Regions from separate parts of the Ovis aries genome. Here region 1 is linked to region 2. The links are chromatin contacts, called in public Hi-C maps. All regions are on one chromosome and are shown on one strand. The core of a region is the stretch at or near the end of the contact, and the rest is flanking DNA. Distances in the headings are between cores, read along the strand shown. Region 1 has its middle 26 kb from the start of SLC25A4. Region 2 has its middle 15 kb from the start of HELT.

Region 1 (6,677 bases), core at 1,442-3,941, 96 kb before region 2:
AAAAGTCACATTTATGATATTGCTGAAGTTTAGAGCTAACTCCTTGGGAGTTTGGGAAACTGCAGAGTTAGCAGGAACAATTTATCTTCAGGTTGGATAATTTGCTAGCAGGACTCAAAAAACAAACTGAAAAGTGGTTATACTCATGGTTATAACTCATTTGGGGGAAAATATACAGGTTAAAATAAGCCAAGGAAAGAAGAGCATAGGGCAGAATGCAGGAAATCACTAAATATGGAGCTCCCAAGGTCCTCTATTTCCCTGGTGCCTGCGCATAACGCATGAAATATTGTCTCCAGGGAAGCCCACCCGAGCCTCATCAGTTCAGAGTGCTCACTGAAGTTCCATTACATAGGCTTGACTGGTTGCCTGTGTGGCAACTGTGTGTGTATGTGTAGGATAGTAGATGTATAAAGGCCAATCAGGAAACTTAACAGTAATAATTCTGGAACATTCTTCTGCAGGCTATATTCCAGGCACTGAGCTAAAATAAATACTCTTTGTGGTGACTCTGTGAAGTAGATATTTTTGTCCTCCTTATTCAGATACTCAGATAAGGAAAATGATGTTGAGAAAAATTAAATGTCTTGACTGAGATCACACAACTGGTAAGTAGCTGAGCTGGGATTCTAAGCGAGGTTTGTCTAACTCCCAATCTCACGCTCTTCATGAAGGCTTTGTCCATGTTCTGGAGTCATTTGATTTTTAGATACACTGAATACAGATTTTGGCAGGTCTATGTAAAGGCTTGATGTATAATGTAGTCAATTGTTTTGTTGGTACCACTCATTTCAGATCTCCTCCTTAAAGCCATTGTAGTTATTTGGAATATTATCCTAGTGATTAGCATTGTTGCTGCTGCTGCTAAATTGCTTCAGTCGTGTCTGACTCTGTGCGACCCCATAGACGGCTCCCCCCGTCCCTGGGATTCTCAAGGCAAGAATACTGGAGTGGGTTGTTGCCATTTCCTTCTCCAATGCATGAAAGTAAAAAGTGAAAGTGAAGTCAGTCGCTCAGTCGTGTCAGACTCTTAGCAATCCCATGGACTGCAGCCCACCAGGCTCCTCCATCCATGCACTATTTACGCTCAGCTCCCTTCTGGAAATGCTCTATTGTCTTCCAGTTCAGCAGATGGGAGGTTTCCATAGTTTACTGGAGCTGTAAGCTTGGGACACTGGCAGGCTCATGATACTGGTCACAGATCCTAAGGTCCTTTCTTCCTCTTGATGGTCTGAGTCTCTGTAGTTTGTATAGCAAACACGAAATGCTCGGTGGGAATGTTAAATTATAATCACTTTAATCAGCAATACAATATTCACTACTGTATAGTTCTGCATGTTGAGTCACTGGGCTCTCTTTTATTACAGTGAAGTGTTACATTTGAAAACTCAGATGATCTTGATTATTCAGACCGAGATGAATTATGAGATTGTGTATAATTTATTAGAAGTTATATGCTTATAAATAAAGGACATATTTGCCTTTCCCCCCTTCCTTAAGAATCAAAGGCCAAAATAATAATTTATTGTTGGCATATGTTGACATGGTATTAAAATGTATTCGGGAAGAACAAATAGAGAGGAAGTGATGGTAATATATGCTTAGAAATGGGCTATTTTTAACAAAGGGGAAACAAGAACATACATAGCCAAGGCTGTTTTTCTATAACTGAAAAAAAATTTTTTCATGACAGTTAAAATAGAATTTCTCATCCTTCTCTTTCACAATAAACTATGACAGGAGATTCGAGCTGCAATTTTCTGAAATTTTGTCCCATTTAAACTCCTAAAATGTTTATTTTAAACCTGGAAAGCATTAAGACAACCTTCTCCTAAGGTGTCTTCAGTGTCATTTAGATTTAGACCATCCCACAATCTGTCACCTGATAATTAGAAGGCAATTGGCTTTGGCATCAAAGTTCCACCAGTGTTACAGTTGGAAGGTTCAGATACAGAGAGATTAAGACATTGGCTCAGAGTCACTCAAGCACCGAGTTGGCTTAGGGTTTTGTTTTTTTCTGACCAACTTATCTATGGCTTAAAAGAATTAGTCTAATTTTCTAAGCACTTAGCTTACTATCAGACAGGAGTTTAGTCTCCCTATATTTTATGCTTGCTTGAATGTTGCCACTTAAAATTAAGGCCTTAATAATCATATAAAAATTCCAGAGAATGTTTCAAATATAAAAGTAATAGGAGGAACGAAAAAATTTTAGCTTAAAAAAATTACAACAGCCATGACTTTCTCCCTGTCTGAACCCACCCCATACTTCCTCAAAAGCAAAAAACACAAAAACCTCTGCTGACAGATCACACTGGAAATATAAACACACTGTGTTTCATAAATAAGAACTAATTCATGGGGAGGAATAGGTATGAATTATAGGAAAACCAAACATGAGTTGCAGATATAAACAAAGGAAGTCAATTAAAATATAGGTACAAAAACAGAAGAGCCTTAAAATAATAAACTGTTTCTTTGGAATCTTGTTTTCAAAGTGCTTTACAGATTTCCATTTTTATAGTATTCTCTGAGTTGAGTGGATAGTTAATATTCTTAACTGGTATTTGATAACAAAGATCACAAAAAGATAAAATATATGAACTTTATGCACAGTCTCCGAGCCTGCAGCTGAAGCAGCAAGAGGACCTATGTCCTAAGACTGAAACTTGTACTTTGTCCTTGTTCTGCTCTCTGCCTGTGGCAGTCTGCCTAGGGGATGGAGAGAGCCATCCCACCCTACAGGGGTTAGCTGGGCCAACGGAGCAGGGGCCATGACAAAGAATAGCACAGGCCTCACTCCACGTCAGGAATAGAAAGGGAACAACTAATGGGTAAGAAGAGTCAAGTGATATTGATCCGTGGCTCGCCAGGGTTGAATTCAGTACATGTTCTGCTGTCTCCTGGGTGCCAAGATTTGACAGAAAGGGCAAAGGACAACTTGAACAATGTGGGGTGGGCGGGTGAAACCTCCATTCATTGTTGTTCACGTGGGAATGGAGTGCTCAGAATGAGGGAAATCTTGACAAGGCTCCCTGCCGGTAACAGCCCCTGGTTTCTTATCAGAAACCCAATATTCAGCACTTTTTTCTCTTCACCACTGGGGCTGAAAGAGTGTGAGGAGAGCACACTGATACCAGAGAGGAGAGATTTTTTTTTGTAAAAGAAGATCTTTATTCCTAATGGGAAAAAAAAAAAGAATAAAAAGACAAAATTCAAAAGGAAAGGACAAGACGTAAAGTCAGAAAAACATTTTGGAAAATAGGCTAAGTGAAAAAGGAATAAAGTAGTCCTGGGTCAGTAGAAAACACCAGATTTGGGGTAATGGTGATTCGCAATGGAAAGGAAAAAGGACACAGTTCAAGAGACTGAATTGTAAAGAGAAATCAGACACAGCCAATATATCCAAGACCAAGAGGTTGGCTTTATAAATTATGGTACATCCACACAAGGAAAACTATACAGGCTTTCAAAATGAATCAAGTATATAAATGTTAACACAGGTATCTGAGACTGATTTAGTGGAAAAATAAAATGACAATAATTTTTGAAGTATAATTTTATTTTAAAATAATAACATATGTTAGTATACGTACGATAAAAAATCTGGAGGATGAAGCATCAAGCAGTCAAGGGTAGTTATTTCTGAGTGAGGGAGGGGACCTTTCTTGTGGAAGGGTGTTATGTTTTATATTACATATTTTGGGGCTTTTCAAAAAAATTTTTAATAAAATTCATATAATTTTCATTGCGCATTAAGAAAAAATCAATAATAAATATAGAAATAAGTTGCATCACAAAGAAGAAATAAGATATGTAAAGTTGAAGAGATATATTGCAGTAAAACTTAATACTGAATTAATTTATACTCTATATTTATATCTATATTTTTATCCATGAAGTGGTTACTCCAAAGCAAAGGTTTTAATTCCATTTAAAAATGTTTGTTGGTTTAAAATGACAAGCGATAGACTTTTAATAGATGATGGTTATGATTATAAAGATGTTCTTTATTATTACTATATTTACAGACACAATCCATAATATGATTTACCTATTGATGTACTTAATACTTTTTCAATGATCATTTTCTTCTGATTAACTTGAATTATTCCCTTCAACTCTTCTGCTATATTTTGTAATTTTCAAAAAGCAACTCTAATTGCTTTTAACTTAAAGAGAATCCTTCCCACAAATTACAAAGAGGAAAGGGAAAGCAAGAAACATTTTATAAGTATACCAAACTACACTTAACAGAATATTTTAAATCAGATTTTAAGAAAACATTAGAAGAGAAAGAAAACGCTAACTGGATTGCAATGGTCACCCTGCTCAGATGGATCTAATTGTCCTAAATTTTGAACTAACTAGATTGGGTTACATATGAAAAAGAGAGTAATGATAATCTCACCTGAGAGTTAGGAGGGAACAAGCACTAGAAAGAAAAAGTTAAATTCTTTAGCTTTTGTCGTGTTCAAAATGACCCAGAAGTTGTATTCCAATTTGTTTGCATACTGCAGTCAGGTCCAACAGAGTTCTATTTAATAGGATTTCATCTATAATCCACTCAAATAGGGTCCGGGCTGTGTTTCAAATTGATACAAGCATAAAATGAATTTGACTAAAATGAAAAAACTTACACTGGGACTTAAAGTATGATTTTGGAAACTTTTGAGGGCCCGTACTATCCATTTCGGGTGGAAAAGTAAAACTTCAGAGACATTTCTCCCCACAGTATTGAAAAAAATTAGAGTCCAAGGCAGAGAAGGCTTTAAACAGCCAGAATGAGGATGTCAGTACAGGTGGGGATCATTAACACCTGGAACAACGGGAAGAAGCCACAGCGAAGCCCCTTTTCGCCCATCTCGACCAAGCTGAGGTATGAGGGTAGGGAAACCCAAAGGAAGAAACACATCTTTGGAGAAGAGAGGCTAGTTGGAAACGATCCAAGCTGTCTTGCCTGATGAAAGCAGCTCTAAAATGGACACTACTAGCGTAACTTCACTTCTGAGATAAATAAACATTGTTGCTCCTTGGCCATCTCTATTCCAGAATGGTCCCATGGCCCACCATTCCGTCCTTCCTCTCAAGGTCACCATGGCAACTTCCCAACACGCCCCCCACCTTTCCCAGAATGCACTGCACCTTCCCTTCCCGGCATGCCTCGCACCTTCCCGGCATGCCTCGCACCTTCCCAGCATTCCTATTTTCCCAGAATTCCCTGTGGCAAGGGCTCTTCCAGAGCCCTGAGGGCATCTCTGCACATTTATTCCTTTGACAAGTCAGGCACTGACTAGAGTTATCCTGTTGTTACTTCAGGCAAAGGGCTTGTGTGTGGTAACAAGACTTCTTCAAGGTAAGATTTCCACCGAGGCCCTTAATACTTTGAAAATCTCCCCTACCACGTCCCACAGGGCCTTCCTGAGGCCTTCCCAATCTCAAAAAGCTAAGACCCCAAGGTTTACTCACTTGGGAACAAGCCGTATTTTCCAGATTTAACCAACTGCAGGTTAGATAATCTAGGGAGAACACCTGCTTACGATCAAGCATCTCATCATTCTTTTGCACAAATCTTCAGCTGTATCCTGTCTGGGCTAATTGCTTTGTTTCCCAGTAACTCAAATTAAGTCATATTCTGCAGAAACCAGGTTTTACTATGTCTGGAGGAACGGGGAATGCAAAGGGAGTGTGAGGAAACTAGCCACCCACTGTCACTCATTTTGTTGAAGTGAATGCAGACTTCACCCAATGGTATTGTTAATATTATGAATGTCTGACATCAAAAAACTGCTTTAGAATTTATAAACTAATTTTATTATATATTTATTAACTAGATTGGCCCTACAAAAATCCTGTAGGTTGGTAGGTTAAATCTTGCTTATTTCACAGATGAAAAAGCAATCTGTCAGAGACAAAGAGACTTGCTAAAACCTCACATCTAGTGAGTGTCAGAACTGGTAACTGAAACCCAGGACTTTCCACTTTATTACCCATGCTGAGATTCCTTTTCGGAAAAAAAAAACCCATTATTCAGAGTGCTTCACTGGTGTTCCTTTTGATTAGTAAAAGTAAAGAACTGCCTTACAATATCAAATGTCTTTCTTTTTAAGGGTTGTTGTTCAGTTGCTAAGTCCTATCTGACTCTTTGTGACTTCGTGGGCTCTGGCACACCAGGCTTCTCTGTCCTTCACTGTCTCCTAGAGTTTGCTCGTATTTTTTTCCATTGAGTTGGTGATGCCATCCAACCATCTCATCATCCAGCCATCTCACCCTCTGTTGCCTCCCCACTTCTCATCCTCCCCTCAGTCTTTCCCAGCATCAGGGTCTTTTCGAATGAGTCAGCTCTTTGTGTCAGGTGGGCAAAGTATTGAAGCTTCATCGTCAGTCCTTTGAGGGTAGCTTGATTTAAAAAACAAAAACAACAATCCCATCAGATACATATAGATCTCTTTATCTATCTAGGTGATGTGGCACACAAAGCACCTGGGAGGTCCTCTGAAGACTTGGAGTGACCCTGACCAGTTGTGGCTGACAATACGAGAATTACAAAGTCTCGTATTTTAGGCTTAGTTCTGCCAGGTCCCAAGAACCCTTCAAGCTCAATCTCATGGATCTCCTCGGGTAGTTCAGCTTGACTTTGAAGCACAAGATGGAGAAAAGACAATATATATTATTCA
Region 2 (7,440 bases), core at 604-3,103:
TCGAAAGGCCCATTGGGATTGAATATGGAGGTCATCGGGCTTCCCGGTTGGCACTCACGGTGAAGAACGTTCCTGCCAATGCAGGAGATATAGGAGATGCAGGATGCTACCTCAATGACTGGTTCAGACTGCAGACTAGAAAAGGCAGTCCTCCCAGGACACCACCAGCTGGAGTTAAATGAGGTGTATCTTTTACCAGAGGTCTGCAGACGGCTCAGGTCTGGGGCCTTGTGGGGGCCAGTGGCAGTGCTGTCCTGCTCTTGGTTCTCCCAGGCTAGTGACAATGCAGGTCAACATGTAGGCGGCATCCCTTACCTCTCAGGCACTGAACTCCCAGCTATCAGTGTTTTGCAGATTTTTGTTCCCTGAATTCTCTCAACAATAAGATGGGTATTATGTTCATTTTATATATAAGAAAATCAAGGCTTGGGGAATTCAAGGACGCTTGACTGAAGGTCCCATCATCACGAGGTGGCAGAGCTGGACACAAACAGGCAGATCCCGCTTCACCAGGGCCCTCTCCTGCCGGATGCCTGGCCTTGCTCTAGCCTTGATCCTGTTGAGATCAGAAGTCATGGGAGAGACTTATAAGGCCCAAGGAGCTCTAGCCACCTTCCAGGGGCCAGATGTAGCTGCTGCTTCACAAAGCAGGGGAGCAGTTTCCAGTATTCCAGGTATTCCCCTCTCAGGGTCCCCAGAGGTACACGCTCCCCATAAGTCATCAGGTTTCTGAACTCAGCTCTCGCTTTTGCTCCCCACATTTCCGACACTCCAATGGTAAAGCAGTGGCTTCCAGACTCTTACACAGCAGGAGTCTTTGGACAACGTGCAATGGGATAAAGTCCCATTCCAGACTTATTTTAAAAAATCCTTGTGGATGTGGTCCTCAGATCCGTATCTTTAAAAACAACAACCAACCTCCCCAACAAACTCAGTTAGTTTGATGCACTGTTCACTGGTCCATGGTCTGGCAGTTATTAGATGCATTGCTGAACAATGGCTTGTCAATAATGCAAAGTTATGTTGTGGCTATCTGTGGATATTGGATTTTAGCAGATGACTAGGTTAGTGAGCATAGTTTTAAAAAGTCGTTCATGTCATTAGTTCTGATCTATTTATTCATAAGACAATCTGTGGCCTATTTTCTCTGTATTAGGATGTCTTAACTCCCTCATCATCCTATCGGCTTAAGTACAGTCTGTGGATTCACTTTAAAATGTGCCTGGTTCTCAAGGCTCATGTTGAGAAAAATGAAAGATATTAGCATTATAGATCTGGAAGCAGAGTAACCTGTGCAGAAACTCTCCAGGATTTGGGCAGGTTTAGTGGATGGTGCTAGTGGTAAAGAACCCATCTGCCAGTGCTGGAGACATAAGAGACGTAGGTTCATTCCCTGCATCAGGAAGATCCCCTGGAGGAGGGCATGGCAACCCACTCCAGTATTCTTGCCTGGAGAATCCCATGGACAGAGGAGCCTGGCAGGCTACCCTCCTTGGGGTCTCAAAGAGTGGAACACTGAAGCGACTGTAGCACTCATGCAGCAGCGGCGGATCAAGGGTAGGTTGGTGCCCTCTAGTGGTTGGAACTTTTCAACAACTTCTAAGACGAGGGCTGATCCACTTGAGAGGCTTCTTTAAAAAGAAACTAAATTCACCCTTCCACTTGCTGTTTGAAGATCAGCTGTGTCTTGCCAGCGAACCTCACCTCTCTAGCTGCAGTATTTTAATAAGCCAATTGGAAGACTGGACAAAAATTATCAGGGAACAGGAATCAGCACGTCCAGAGGGCTGCCCAGGAGACGAGTCCTATGTGAAGTCCAGGCAAGGGGGCACACAGGTGTGTCTCCTCTGAGAGATCTCTGTGAGCTCTCTGACCCTGGAACCTTGGCTTATTCATCTCTGTGTCCCTAACATTTGGCACAGTGCCTGGCATGGGGAAAGTACCCAGTAAATATTTGTTGGAAGGAGGGAGGGCAAAGGAAGGAAGGCAGGACATGGACTAGCCTATGGTGGCTCAGAGAGTAAAGCATCTGCCTGCAATGTGGGAGACCTGGGTTTGATCCCTGGGTCAGAAAGATCCCCTGGAGAAGGGAATGGCAATCCACTCCGGTACTCTTGCCTGGAAAATCCCATGGACAGAGGAGCCTGGTAGGCTATAGTCCATGGGGTTGCAAAGGGTCAGACATGACTGAGAGACTTCACTATGTTTGCTCAGAGATGGCAGGTCCAGGTTAGGAATTGGAAAGTGGGGCTTGGTAATGTAGCCTTTCTCTCAGGAACCTGACCAAGACTGTGGAGGTCTCACGCTGCCCTCTAAGGACGAATGAACGCATGGATTCTGACACCCAAGGCTTAGAACCCTCCTGAATTCTTTGACTCCCAAGATAAGCGGGTGTTCCTTCCATTTATGAGAGTGGGGCAGGGATCAGTGTAACAGCGTTTCTGTGAGGTGTAGGTTGTAGAAGGTGAGTTCTCCTGCACAGGGCCTTTTATTCCTTCCCTGCCCATACCCACGTGAAGGTTTTGGCATAGTTAATGGAAAGAACTCTGGTCACCAGGAGAGCTGGTCCTGGTTCACTGAGGTTTGACCTTAACAAGTTCTTTCACTGTGGCTTCCTTTCCTGCCAACTGGGAGGCTCTCCAGGGATCAGTGTGGTCACAACCAGGGCCTTTTCTGTGACAGTGAACCTCTTGTATATTTCTGTAGCTGATGGGACCCCCAACATGCCTGGGGAAAAAAACACTGGGGGAATGATACACACAAAAGAAAGTTTAAAAAGGGTAGGGCTATGGGACTAGCATTCAAAGAAAAGCAAAGGAGAGAGACAAAGAAAAAGAAAGAAGAAAACAAACCTAAGATTAGCAGATTTCATTCCAAAAATACTTGCCAAGCACCTGTTTTCAACTGTGTGATGATTAATTTTATGTGTCAACATGACTAGGCCACAGCACCCAGATACCAGGTCGTAAACCAGGCCAGATGTTGCTGTGAAGTTATTTTTTATAAGGTTAACATTAACTTAATAGACTTTGAGTAAAGCAGATTATCCTCTATGATGTGAGTGGGCCTCATCGAATCAGTTGACAGCTTTGAGAGAAAAAAGACTGAGGTCCCTGAGGAAGAGGAAAGCCAGCCCCAGACTGCCTTTAGGGGAGAGCTGCAACATTACCTCTTCCCTGGACCCACCCTGCAGATTGTGGGCTTGTCAGCCACCATGATTGCATTAACTAATTCTATATAATTTTTAAAAAATTCTGTCTTCCTCTGACTTTCTCACTTTCTTATATACATTATTCACACACACACACACACACACACACACAAATGCACACCCCCCCTATTGATTCTGTCTCTCTGGAGTACCCTGGGTAGTATCCCTGGCATTGTATTTGTTGCTGGATAGAGTGGTCAACAGACCTGAGAGACTTGGCCACCTGTGTCTCTTACACTAAGAAGTGAGAGGTTTGATGGTGGAGACACAGGGGTGGGGTGTTGGAGAGCAGGGTATGGTCAGAAAGGACCATGAGGAAGAAGCTGGCTTTTTGCTGCACCTTGGAGGATGACTCACGCTGGCTGGAGGCCCAAGTGCAGAAGTGATTCAGGAGTTGTGTGAGGAGGGCATGGTGGTGTGAGAGGGCTGACGGGGAAGGTGTGCAGGACCCAAGAAATCCCTTCTCCTATACTCCCCTTTGGCCAACAGCTACTTTTCTCTGTTTGGTTGTCACTTCCTCAGGGCAGCCCTTCCAGCTTTCCTGTTTGGTTGAAACCCCCTACTAAGTGGTCCCATAGGATCATGTGCTTGTGACACACCATCGGGTAGTTATGTAACACCTATCTGAGAGATTATTCAATAAAATCTGTAATTTGAGTGTTTGACAGATTGGAGGAGCTTGCAACAGGTGTCAGGCTATTGCTGAAACCCATGAAAGAAGTCACGGGGGGCAGGGGTGGTGGCTGCGGGGATGTTGGGAATGGATGGACTAAAGAGATGTCAAGGAACAGGGTCTGCCCCTTCAGGGTTTTTATAGCCCATCTTTTTCTTATTTATCACGATTTCCCAAGAATTTAGTGGGGTTTCTGGCACACAGTATGTACTTAATCATGTTGGTTAAAGAATGAAAGAATGCCTAAGGGTCCTTTGCCTGGCATACAGTGGATGCTTCATGAGTATTTGTCTACAGGGGTGGACAAGTGTGTTGCATCTCTGGTGTTGTATCTCAACCAAGAGTCATAGCTGCTGGAACATTGCTTTGAGTGTTAAGCCAGCATGCTGCCTTCCATATCTTGCAGTCAGTTCTAAGGCTGCTGCAGGAGCCAGCATATTGCATGGACACAAGTGATGTCATTTTGTTCATTAGAGGTTTGGGAAGTTCCTTGTTTTCCTTCCTATTAAACAGAAAGCCACACTTTCTTTGGGAATGTGGCTGAGACTATGCGTTTCCTTAGATGTGGTCCCGCAGTTGACTCCTGCAGCTCATCGGTCTGCAGTATGGGCCAGGAATGGTGTTAGGTGCTGTACACACCTTATTTTATTTCATACTTGAAATCCTTCCGAGTGTTATGATCTTCACTTTCTAGAGGAGGAAACTTGGCTGATGATTTTGTCACAGTCACCCAGTAGAGTGGTGGAGAGGGGAAGGGCACCCTACAGGCCTGGCATCCTCCTCTCTCTGCCATTGGCTGTCTGCCCAGCAGAGTCCCTTGGAGTGCCTTGATCTTGCTGCCCAGGTGATTATATTAGCACCTCTGGGGGCAGGGGCCAGGTTTTAGGGTTTTTCAAAGCTTCCAGGTGTTTGCAGGGGGCGTGCCACGGTTGGGCAGAACTGCTCCTCAGCCTCTGCTGCGCCATCTCCCTTCTCCAGATTTCCCGCCACATCCTCCACGTGTGTGTCCCAGACTTGGGACTTTCAGTACAGCACTTTGCTCTCTCCCCAGATTCCTACCTCCTCTCAAGGACTCGGTTTTAGAATCCCTTCCCCGAAGGAGCACGGAAATCCTGAGTCTCCACTGACTCCTGCTTTGCTCTCACTCCTTCTCATAGTCACTGAGTTTAGTGGAGTCCCTCTTGACACCTCTTCAGAAGGTCTTCCCCCCACCACCGCCCTATCCTTGCAGCCACCACCGTTGTCACCCACTTTCTCTCATGGGCTTCAGCATGAGAGCTAACCTTTCACAGCTAACCTTTCACCTGCCACCAGCGAGCTCCTCCAATCCATTCTACATGTATTATATTGCTTGGTTGATCTTACTCAGATGCTAAAAGGCCTTCAGTTGCTTTCCACTGGCTTTGCATCCCATCTCTTCAGTATGTCACGTCTCACCCAAAGACACAAGCCTTCTCCTACTTTGTTAAGGAGCCAGCTGTTCCGTTTTAAAGTACTTGTGGCTTTTCCTCAGAGCGCTAAGCACCCTCGAGCTGACCTGCCTCTGCACGGGCAGTTTCTTACGCTTAAAATGCTCTCTTTCCCTGGGAGAAGTGGATGTATCCTTCCCCACCCTGTTCAGAGGTACCTTCTTCCAGGAGCCTCCCTAGATTATGTCTGCCCCAGACTGGTTTAGGTGCTCTTTCTGTGTGCCACAATTATAGCACTTTATGTCATATTTTCCTATTTGGTTGTCTGTCTGCCCCACTAGACTGAGGGGCCCTTAAGGTTAGCCTTTATCTGACTCATATTTGAACCTCCAGCCCCAAGCATGTGGCCCAGCATGGCACAGTCATTCAGCATGTCTTTGCCAAGTGAGATTATACAAAGCCTGGACCCTTACGCCAGGTTTCCAGAACATAATGCCAGCAAGTTGGGTATGGGCAGTAAGTAGGATGGTTTAGGAACAGGAAAAGGCTGGGAACTATCAGAAGAGAGTTTAGTAATCCTGGGTGAGAAACTGCAAGCCTAGAATAAGAGCTTTGGATATAAAAATAAGAAGGAAGGTGTGATTCTAAGAGAAGCAAGAAAGGGAAAGCAAAACTTGTGACCACGTATTATTTTTTGGTAAAGGCTGGGACATTTTTAGAGAACATCCTGCATGCATTCAGGAAGCTTCTACACACAACATGATATCAGGGGAATGTGGTTATAGATTCTTGGACTATTTTTACTGAGGAGTTAAAGTTCTGTATCTGAAACTTCAGTGACACTGCTGTAGAAGGTATTTATTATACTGTGGCCAACAAGGCCTCCTATACTGGGGGGAAATCTCCACATTATGAATTCTCCTATCAAGAGTAGAAACCAGAATTCAATGTCTCAGTTTCCCTTGAAATCAGGGCATAGGCGTTGACCTGGACTGCACCAGTCAGACTTTGTTCTTGGCTCCATGGCCCCCTATACTAATCCTCTGCCTCTCCTGGAACTACTGTAAGCCAGCCAATAACCTTTTCTGTTTAAACGCTTTAGTGGATTTGGTTGCTTGCAATTAAAAAACGTGACTGCTAAGACTGCTAACATATGATAAAAGTCCTAAGATGTTTAGAAGAATGGTGTGATCAAAATTGAAATTGAAGGTGTGATCAAAATTGAAATAGTGTAACACGCAAATGGAGAAGGCAATGGCACCCCACTCCAGTACTCTTGCCTGGAAAATCCCATGGACGGAGGAGCCTGGTAGGCTGCAATCCATGGGGTTGCTAAGAGTCAGACACAGCTGAGCAACTTCACTTTTCACTTTCATGCATTGGAGAAGGAAATGGCAACCCACTCCAGTGTTCTTGCCTGGAGAATCCCAGGGACGGGGGAGCCTGGTGGGCTGCCGTCTATGGGGTCGCATAGAGTCGGACACGACTGAAGTGACTTAGCAGCAGTAGCACCAGCAACAAACAAAAAGAAAGAAGAGAGCTCATTCTTACTATCAGACAAGATGGAATTCAGCACCCCCTCAAAAAAAATAAACCTATTAAGTAAGAGTACTTTGTAATGCTAATAGGTATAATTATAAGAAACTATAATAGTAATGGGGATTTTTGCACTGGGTAACATAGCAACTCCATTCATAAAGCCAATTACAAGCAATATAAGAAGGCTGCTTTTTCTACTTCTAGTCCATAACACTAAATCTAACTGCTAGATATTGATAGAACTCTGTCCTAGAACTAGAGAATGTACCTTCTTCACAAGTGCCTGTATAATACTTGTGAATTCCATATATTCCAAGAGTATAAATAGTGCATAGAATATTCAGTGATCATCATGCAATAAGACCAGATCTGAATAATAAAGCCAGAAACAAAATGTCCCTTCCACTAGGAAATTAAAAATCTCTCAGTTTCCATGCTGAAATATTTGCAGAGGAAATAATAAGATGTCTGGAATTTGGGATAAGGTGAGCCCAGATTTATCATATATTGATAATTATTGGAGGTAGGTGATGAGTACCTAGTAATTCATTATACTATTCTCTGTATTTTGTGTATGTTTTGAATTTTCTGTTAAAATTTTTTTAAAT

What was found. Hi-C and Micro-C count contacts between places; a contact is called where the count stands out from the background.
Region 1: a Hi-C map of liver shows a contact between it and region 2, with 2.6 times the contacts expected there. The contact joins two enhancer-like sites. A contact is called at or near these places in 6 of 16 Hi-C or Micro-C datasets (hypothalamus, liver, omental adipose tissue and 2 more).

The regions. Positions count from the first base shown.
Region 1 is chr26:14,647,190-14,653,866 of ARS-UI_Ramb_v3.0, reverse strand. No RefSeq gene overlaps it. Among named protein-coding and RNA genes, the nearest start is that of SLC25A4, 26 kb to the left of the region's middle. Within about 2 kb of position 2,691, at least 7 of the 54 cell types and tissues checked have an H3K27ac peak or open chromatin away from gene starts, as enhancers often do. A contact at or near this core is called in liver, where this site is marked.
Region 2 is chr26:14,549,309-14,556,748 of ARS-UI_Ramb_v3.0, reverse strand. No RefSeq gene overlaps it. Among named protein-coding and RNA genes, the nearest start is that of HELT, 15 kb to the left of the region's middle. Within about 2 kb of position 1,853, at least 5 of the 54 cell types and tissues checked have an H3K27ac peak or open chromatin away from gene starts, as enhancers often do. A contact at or near this core is called in liver, where this site is marked.